Regions from separate parts of the Arabidopsis thaliana genome. Here region 1 is linked to region 2. The links are chromatin contacts, called in public targeted proximity ligation maps. All regions are on one chromosome and are shown on one strand. The core of a region is the stretch at or near the end of the contact, and the rest is flanking DNA. Distances in the headings are between cores, read along the strand shown. Region 1 holds the start of VPS25 (E2F/DP family winged-helix DNA-binding domain-containing protein). Region 2 holds the start of AT4G18950 (Integrin-linked protein kinase family).

The links.
Region 1: a targeted proximity ligation map of shoot shows a contact between it and region 2, with 17 read pairs. A contact is called at or near these places in 5 of 26 Hi-C or Micro-C datasets (callus, leaf, root and 2 more), 2 of 2 datasets of targeted methods (seedling and shoot) and 2 of 3 other capture datasets (root and seedling).

The regions. Positions count from the first base shown.
Region 1 is chr4:10,406,116-10,410,360 of TAIR10.1, forward strand. VPS25 (E2F/DP family winged-helix DNA-binding domain-containing protein) reads right to left here and starts at 2,942. Exons shown (of 8, transcript NM_001341313.1): 1 at 2,803-2,942; 2 at 2,409-2,483; 3 at 2,190-2,329; 4 at 2,039-2,092; 5 at 1,816-1,904; 6 at 1,669-1,744; 7 at 1,115-1,577; 8 at 579-1,012. The coding sequence starts at 2,467. The coding sequence ends at 1,456. AT4G19006 (Proteasome component (PCI) domain protein) reads right to left here. Exons shown (of 6, transcript NM_148355.5): 3 at 4,058-4,138; 4 at 3,768-3,964; 5 at 3,579-3,678; 6 at 3,033-3,419. The coding sequence ends at 3,234. IWS2 (Transcription elongation factor (TFIIS) family protein) reads left to right here. Exons shown (of 8, transcript NM_001341312.1): 3 at 1-34; 4 at 126-255; 5 at 355-495; 6 at 580-740; 7 at 859-1,003; 8 at 1,141-1,224. The coding sequence ends at 1,224.
Region 2 is chr4:10,373,427-10,377,222 of TAIR10.1, forward strand. It overlaps AT4G18950 (Integrin-linked protein kinase family), which reads left to right and starts at 1,818. Exons shown (of 12, transcript NM_118012.5): 1 at 1,818-2,591; 2 at 2,700-2,774; 3 at 2,866-2,961; 4 at 3,049-3,134; 5 at 3,220-3,340; 6 at 3,423-3,502; 7 at 3,597-3,659; 8 at 3,766-3,796. The coding sequence starts at 2,259. It overlaps AT4G18940 (RNA ligase/cyclic nucleotide phosphodiesterase family protein), which reads left to right. Exons shown (of 3, transcript NM_118011.3): 3 at 1-469. The coding sequence ends at 155.

The sequences.
Region 1 (4,245 bases), core at 1,692-4,191, 34 kb after region 2:
TGAAGTTACCTCTTCTCAATGAAACTCTCTCAAAGTAAGTAACACAAGATTCATCAAACTCTTCTTTAATCTTTTGAGTGATTAAAGTTTCTCTATCTTTAACTGAAATTTCTTATCTTTAACAGGAAACCTCTTCAAGGTGAGTTCTTAGACCATGGAGTACTTAACCTTCTCAAGAATTGGCTCGAGCCGCTTCCTGATGGTAGCTTGCCGAATATAAACATCCGCAGTGCCGTTTTGATGATTCTCAACGATGTATGAACCTTTTTCTCTCTCTCAATCCATAATAATAAGCTCTAGATATCATTTACTAAGAAATATCAGATCTCACCTTTGTTTCGTTCTGTGTTGCAGTTTCGTATCGATCTTGATCAAGACTCTAGAAGAGAACAGTTGATCAAGAGCGGTCTCGGGAAGGTCATAATGTTCTTATCAAAATCAGATGAAGAAACTACACCTAATAGGAGACTCGCTAATGATATAATCAACAAATGGGTATGTATAAGCAGTTTTTGAGGTTTGGTTCTATCGGTTTCTCGTTGCTTACCTCTGTTCTTGATTTTACTTCTTATTTTGCAGGGCCGTATCATTTATAATAAGAGCACAAGATATGATAACATGTTTACTCAGGAGGAACTTGATGAGCAACGGCAAATACTATTAAGAAGACAGACCAAAACAGCTCCTAAGGTGTCTGGAACAAGAGCTAGAGACTTTAATACAGATATTGACCTTTATGAGTAAGTTTCTATTTGTGTTTAACTTGGACTTGTACCATCATTTCAGCTTAAAAACAATTTTGTTTTTGGTAATCTGAAAAATCTAATGGGGGAAAAAATGCAGGAAACCAATATCCAGGCTAGGAACTTGGACAGGAAGAGCAAGAGCAAAAATACCAACAACAATGTCGATGGACTTTAAGATCCGTCCTCCATCGAAGGTTGACATTAACCAAGAAGAGGAACCTTGTTCCAAGTGGCAAATGGAAAAAAGACATAAAAACGTAAGTTTCCTGCATTAACATATAGAAGATGATCACTACTTGCATTGCATCATGATGGTTTTCTGCATCAATGACTATTTTTGATTTGAAAACTAAGAGAAAATATGATACCTTTGTGACAGCTAACCGTAAAACAGAAGCAGCAAAAGAACATCAGGAAAGGGGGCATGCAAGCATTGAAGCTTAGTGTAGACGGACGCACTATGCTCAAGTACTTGTAGAGATCATTTACCAGAGATGTTTTGGACACATCAATTGCAAAATCCATGGTGAATTTCTACACACATTGTGTTTAGTGTTTTATGTAGTGAGATTATTCTTAGTTTATAGAACTCAAAAGTGTGACTAGAGTGAATGAGTGTTATCAAAAACATAAAGAGTTAATATATCCATTTGGTTCGTAAGATTTTTCCAATAGAAGTTATTACCAAAAACGTTTACACAGAGTAGCATCAGACAGAGAACTTGACGCCTTCATCATCTGCTGATGTTCCCTTGAACAATGCAAGCTTGCCCTTGTTCTCTAGCAGCTTTAAGGCCCTCATTAGAATCGTCCGATCAATCCCTTGAAGTTCTGAAACATCAAAGAGAACATTTGGTTACCATTTCACATTGTGTGACACAAACAAAATCATATTAGAAAAACTAGAATTAGAGTTAAATACCTGTTCCAAGTGATTCTGTCCCTGAACGTATTTCTTCAACAGTCATAACACTGTCCTCTAATCCATTATCTCTCACCTGATACATGACATCGATTAGAGAAACCGATTTTTTTGAAAGTTTCTTTGATTAATTCACATGTGACTCACAAACTGAAGAACAATGTCTGCCCAATCTTGAATCCGGTGCCACAGAATAAGACATTTCCTATGCCCTTTATCTAACCACTCCGCACGCCCTGACAATAGATAAAAAATGACACATTCAAATGAAACTATGAGACTAAGAAACCTCATTCTACCACCGGAAAATGAACTCATAAAACCAAAAAAACGTAAAGACACAAGCCGCTTGAACGACTCAGAATCTAACCTTCACCAACAATGGCTGAAAGAAATGTTTCCCTTGCTTCATGACTTAGAGATCCTACAAACGAAATGAAACTAATGCTTTAAAACACTTCCCTTGAAAACATAGAAAACCACAAGATTAACAGCGAAACGATAAGACAGAAGGATCATACTATCAATGGCAGAGTTTGAGAAGAGAGGGAAATCTTCTTCAACACCAATCAAGAAAATCTTTTGGGATTTGCAGTAATCCAAAATAAGCTCTTTCCAGAGCTGTATCTGTTTCTCACGAGTGTCCCTCACAGGCTGCAAACTGAAAAGAGAAACATTTCTTCAATCTATAATCTTTAAGAGAAAAAAAAAAAGAGAAACTTTGAAGAAGAGTTTGATACGTGAAGTATGGAGGATAATTGAAGAATTGAGGAAGCTTGAAATCAGCCAATTTCTGCATCTTTGGACCTCAATATCTATTCACAAATAAAAACAGAGCTCATTGGATTATTCTGCAAATATGCTAATTCGAATTAACGCAAAGAGATTCCCAAAATAGCTCTAACCGATTCAATTTTCGATTTTGAAGCATTATTGAGAAATCGAATCACCAAAACCCCAACATTAGAAATCTAAAACCCAGAAACAACAATCAAAATCTATTGTTCCCAGAGAAGAAAGCTATGTTTTTGTAGAAGAAATCAGATCTGGATTATGTCAATCCAACAGCATCTACCGATGATCCCTAAAATCTATTCCCCAGAAGACAAAACATTTAGAGAGCGAGCAGCTTACGAAGCAGACAGATGAGCTGGAGTCTTTGAGACTTGACTGCTCTGTTTCAAAATCTCAAAATCGGAAAATTTTGATTGAAACGAAACGATGGTGATAATTGGGGTTTAATATGTTTTGACTATTTTACCCTTACACTTTTCATTTCAGAAGTTGACAATTTGGATTCATTCCACTATTTGAGATTTATGAGTTTTTCACACGTCTAATAACAAAAGTTGGACCATTTGTTATGCAAATAGGCTTAAGCCTTAAAGGCAACACTAACGATGAAACTCAACTTAATAGGATAGATTCATGTGTCTGTGGAGAACAAAGTTCAAAAGTATAACTGTAATACCTAAAAACTTAAAAGGAAGTTGCATTTAATCCTCAGAGAATGTTACAATCTGTAGCTTAAACGAACAGTGAAGGAAAAAAGAGGAAAGAAGAGTTTAAGCTGCAACAAGATCAGGTGTCTCGGCCTCAACAGATAACAATGTGGTGTGAACCTTATCGACCCAGCTGTCTAGCTGATCCCTCAATGACTTGATCTGCGGTATTCCTAACACCCTCGGTTGCGCCCATGAGACGTAAACTGTTCCATTCACCTGATCTAGTATTCCCTCTATCAAGTGCACCTGCAATAACTCATTCTCCTCAGTTTTCACAATCAACCAATACAGAATCACACATTCAAGAAGATTTCGAGTCTGCGTCTTGCCAATCTTCTTTAGATTTTTAATGTTACTGATAGAATGAGATAGAGAGAAAGAGAGAGGAAAGAAAAAGGTACTCACCGATAAGCTCTTCATGAGAAGGTGCTCAACATCTTCGATTGAAAGTTTAGTACGCTCGGCAATGACACTCAAAGGTATGGTCCTATCTTCAGCAGGTCGGCTGTGGCAAAGATGTTATATACAAGTTAAGTACTAAGTTTGTTTTCATCTGTATATGGGTATAAGATGACTCCTACAGAGAATGAATACCTGAAAATGATCTCAATAAGGCAGAGAATGTTGATCTTCTCTAATAGTTTCTTCTCATTCTCAACCAGTGCTGGTTGAGCACTCAACGATGCATTGTGCACACGACAGAGTTCTTGGTACTGAACTAAATCTCCGTGGTTGAATGCTTGTAGAATGTGGTAAAGCCATTCCACATTTGTTCCAAGCAGACTTTTCAACTGCCATAACATATATAACATGTCAGTGTTCTTTTATCTATAATGGTGAATAAATCTGTGGTTTGCTAATTTGGAGGATGAAGGGAAACTTACAATTGGATGGGCTAACAGTTCCCCAAAGTTATAGATATTCTCCCCAAGTAGAGCTGAAAGCGACAAATCAAAAGCCAAATCCTGAAAGAAACGAAAGTATATGATATTAACATTTTGATTGGAACACAAAGCAATTTACAGAGATAAAGCATTTTTCACTGTAAGTTTCCTTTCATAGAGTGCTAATA
Region 2 (3,796 bases), core at 568-3,067:
CGGAGAGGGAGAAGAAGAAAGCGTTAGAGAAAGCTTACACGCTTGATTCGAGTCTCGACGGATTGAATTTTAAGATAAATCGAGTTGCATTATGGATAACCGATGCAGACGTTGGATCGTGGGTGAAAGTTGACGAACATACTCTAATTTCTTAAATGAAATAAAGTAAATAAATATTATGGTTTTGGGCCTAGTCTCCAATCTTCCTCTTGTGCTTTGTGTGTTGTGTGCAATTTGTCTCCCCTTATTCGGTTTTCATCTGCTGCATTGGTTTAGTAAGGTATGATGTTCCATGGTTCGGCTCAAATTTGTTATCGGTTTGGTCTAAATGTATCTTTGCCTCTGGCTTAATTCTATGTTAATATGAACATAGTTTATGGATCTTGTGGGAATATTCCTCCTTCTGTTTCTTGTTAAGTGTTTTGGTTTATATCTTGAAGAAGAATGACCTAGTCAAGGATTTGAATCATTGGACTCTTATCAAACTGATAATATCATAATAAGATGATTCAAGATATAATATTTAAAAGCACACAATCATGAATCAATTTGGAGTCTAGTTGACATTTGTTACTAAATTACTAACAAAAGGTTCAAAAAGTTTGAATTGACATTAAAGATAAGAATCATTGATAAGGGTGCAGGAGGAGGAAAAAGCTATAAGTAAACAACTTGTCATTCGTCGAAACTAAAATATGATAGCTATGTGCATATGTTTTAACATAGATTTAAAATTTAATGTAAAGTTTTTTCATCATAATTTAGTACGAGTATAGGACAAAACTTGGTAAGATTTTGCTCGAATTTCGTAAAATATAATACTTTCTTGAAACTTTTTATTTAAGTAACGTTGACATTCATGTGACGTGTATGTATCCAATTTTGGTTAATAAGATGCTATGAAATCTAATTATTATACTTTCATTCAACCACTATTCGTATCTAATTAATTAGAATATTCTTTTAATTTTAGTAAACCAAATGAGCTATAGAAAAACATCTCTATAAGAGTAGCTAGGAACCAATTTGGAATGTATAGTTGACATTTGTTACTAAATCACTTAGAGAAACTCCATAAAGTTGGATTGAAATCAAAGGAGAAGTAATATTAAAATGTTTTCAGCAGGAACATATGAGCTATAATTAGACAACTTGTCATTTAAGACAACAAATTGATTATCATCATGTCTTAAGATACGAATGTCAAAATCTTGACCTTGCATGTTAGTTGTTATACATAACTGGTTGAAAAGATAGTTAAGTCTAAAGGTTGACAAATGATGAAATAAAAATTAGAAAAAATGTTAAAGCCATACAAATCCACATGTTGTGAAGTTGAATAAGTAAGTTAAACGAGTTTTGGTTCTAAACTGAAATTTGACCCCCAAAAAAAAGATGAGGATGCAGATGTCAATCTTTACCTATTCAATGTACACCACAATAAATTGAATCACATTCTTAGCATGAAACCTTATCCAATTTGTTTGTATATTTTTTCCTTGGCCAACTAAAGTGGCTATTATCAAGAAACAACTAAAGTACCCTGTAAATTGATAAAGAAAACAAGTGGAAAATATGTAAATATATCATTTTAGAATTCAAACCAAAATAGAACTCATGTAATCTTATAATTCTTATCCCCTTTTTAAAAAGTCTTTAATTTTAGACATGACTTTAAAAATTCACGAGCCAGGTTGGTTACAAACTTACAAAAACTCGTCGGCGCATGTAAAACGCAGTCGTTTAACCGAATCGAATCCAAACACGTGCGGGTTCATCCACACCGTTAAGTTTCATCTGACGCTGTTTACATCAACGGCTAAGATTTGTTATTCTCTCTTTTCGTCAACGCATTGTTACCGTGGCGCCAGATATGACGTCTATATACGCGCATAAAATCACGTGACAAACACGCGCTCAACAAAAGCTGGTTCTTCTCCTTTTCCTCTCCGATGACTTTCTTACCGACCAGCTTAGTCTTCTCCATTACGGCATCATTCACCTATAAATTTCGCCGCTGGGTTTAATTCTCTATTCATTCAGAACCAAAAAAGAAGAAACCTTTTTGATTCTCTTTGCGATTTCTTTGTTCAATCTCTTCTCAGATTGTGTGAATCGGGTTTAAATCGGGGTTTTAGGGTCTCTGTTTTCAAAAGGGTACCAAAAAGTTTGGAGCTTTACTGTAGAAAGATTTGATTTTTCGTTGACCCACTCCGAGATTTTCGGATACAAATCAGGGTTTTAGGGTTTTTGTTGGAATGGAAGAGGATTATCAACAGCCGAGGTTTACGATTGGTAGGCAATCATCAATGGCGCCGGAGAAGATTCCGGAGCCGTCGGTTCACTCAGAAGAAGAGGTGTTTGAGGATGGAGAAGAGATCGATGGTGGTGTGAGACTAATGTATTTGGCTAATGAAGGTGACATTGAAGGGATTAAGGAGCTTATTGATTCAGGGATTGATGCTAATTACAGAGACATTGATGATCGGACTGCTTTACACGTGGCGGCTTGTCAAGGATTGAAAGATGTTGTTGAGCTTCTTCTTGATCGGAAAGCTGAGGTTGATCCTAAAGATCGTTGGGGAAGCACTGTAAGAAGAAACTAAACCAATTGCTTTTTTTTTTTTTGGTGATTGTCTCTCTGGTTATGTTGAGTAATGATGATGTTTGTTAGTGATCTAATACGTTTTAGAAAACAGCCATTTGCAGATGCGATATTTTACAAGAACATTGATGTTATCAAGATTCTTGAGATACATGGAGCTAAACATCCGGTAAGAATCTGGCTAGTAATGTTGGTTTTGGTGTTTGATTGGAAGCTTATTTGTTTTTCTCATGATTGTTGACACATTTGTATGTTTTCAGATGGCTCCAATGCACGTTAAGACTGCTCGTGAAGTCCCTGAGTATGAAATAAATCCTAGTGAGCTTGATTTCACTCAAAGCAAAGAGATAACAAAGGTAAAAAACATGTTTCATCTGTAATGGATCTTGTATCTATAAGTTTGAGTCTTTTTTGTCTTAACAGTGTGAAGATTCTTGTTTCAGGGAACTTACTGTATGGCAATGTGGCGTGGTATTCAAGTTGCGGTGAAAAAGCTGGATGATGAAGTTTTGAGCGATGACGATCAAGTGTAAGTAAATATCCTGTAGACGGTTCTAACTTCTAAGGTTTTGGATTCCAATTCCTTACCATAATCTTTTTGTATGTGCGTGTAGGAGGAAGTTCCATGATGAGCTTGCATTGCTCCAAAGGCTTAGGCATCCAAACATTGTGCAGTTTCTTGGTGCTGTAACCCAAAGTAACCCAATGATGATTGTGACTGAATATTTGCCCAGGGTACTGACTTTCTCTGATAAATTTGAAATTATTTTTGCATTTAGTTTCACGAAACCAAGATCTCATTTGATATATTCTTCAGGGGGATTTGCGTGAATTGCTCAAACGAAAAGGACAATTGAAACCAGCTACTGCTGTTAGATATGCCCTTGATATTGCTAGGTATGCAAGTTGAAGCTATATATGTCTCTTCTTCGTTGTTTATATATGTTCTATAAGATTCTCTTGTAAATCTTACCCGTTCGAATTATCCTAGGGGAATGAGCTATCTTCATGAGATCAAAGGAGACCCTATAATCCACCGCGATCTTGAACCTTCGTGAGTCACACTGTCCATATCAGTGGTTTCTGTCTCTTATATGTGCAGTTACTGACAGCAAACTCTTTCTGTTTTCGTTCTGACATTGGTAAAACTATATTTGCAGAAACATTCTGCGGGATGATTCAGGGCATCTG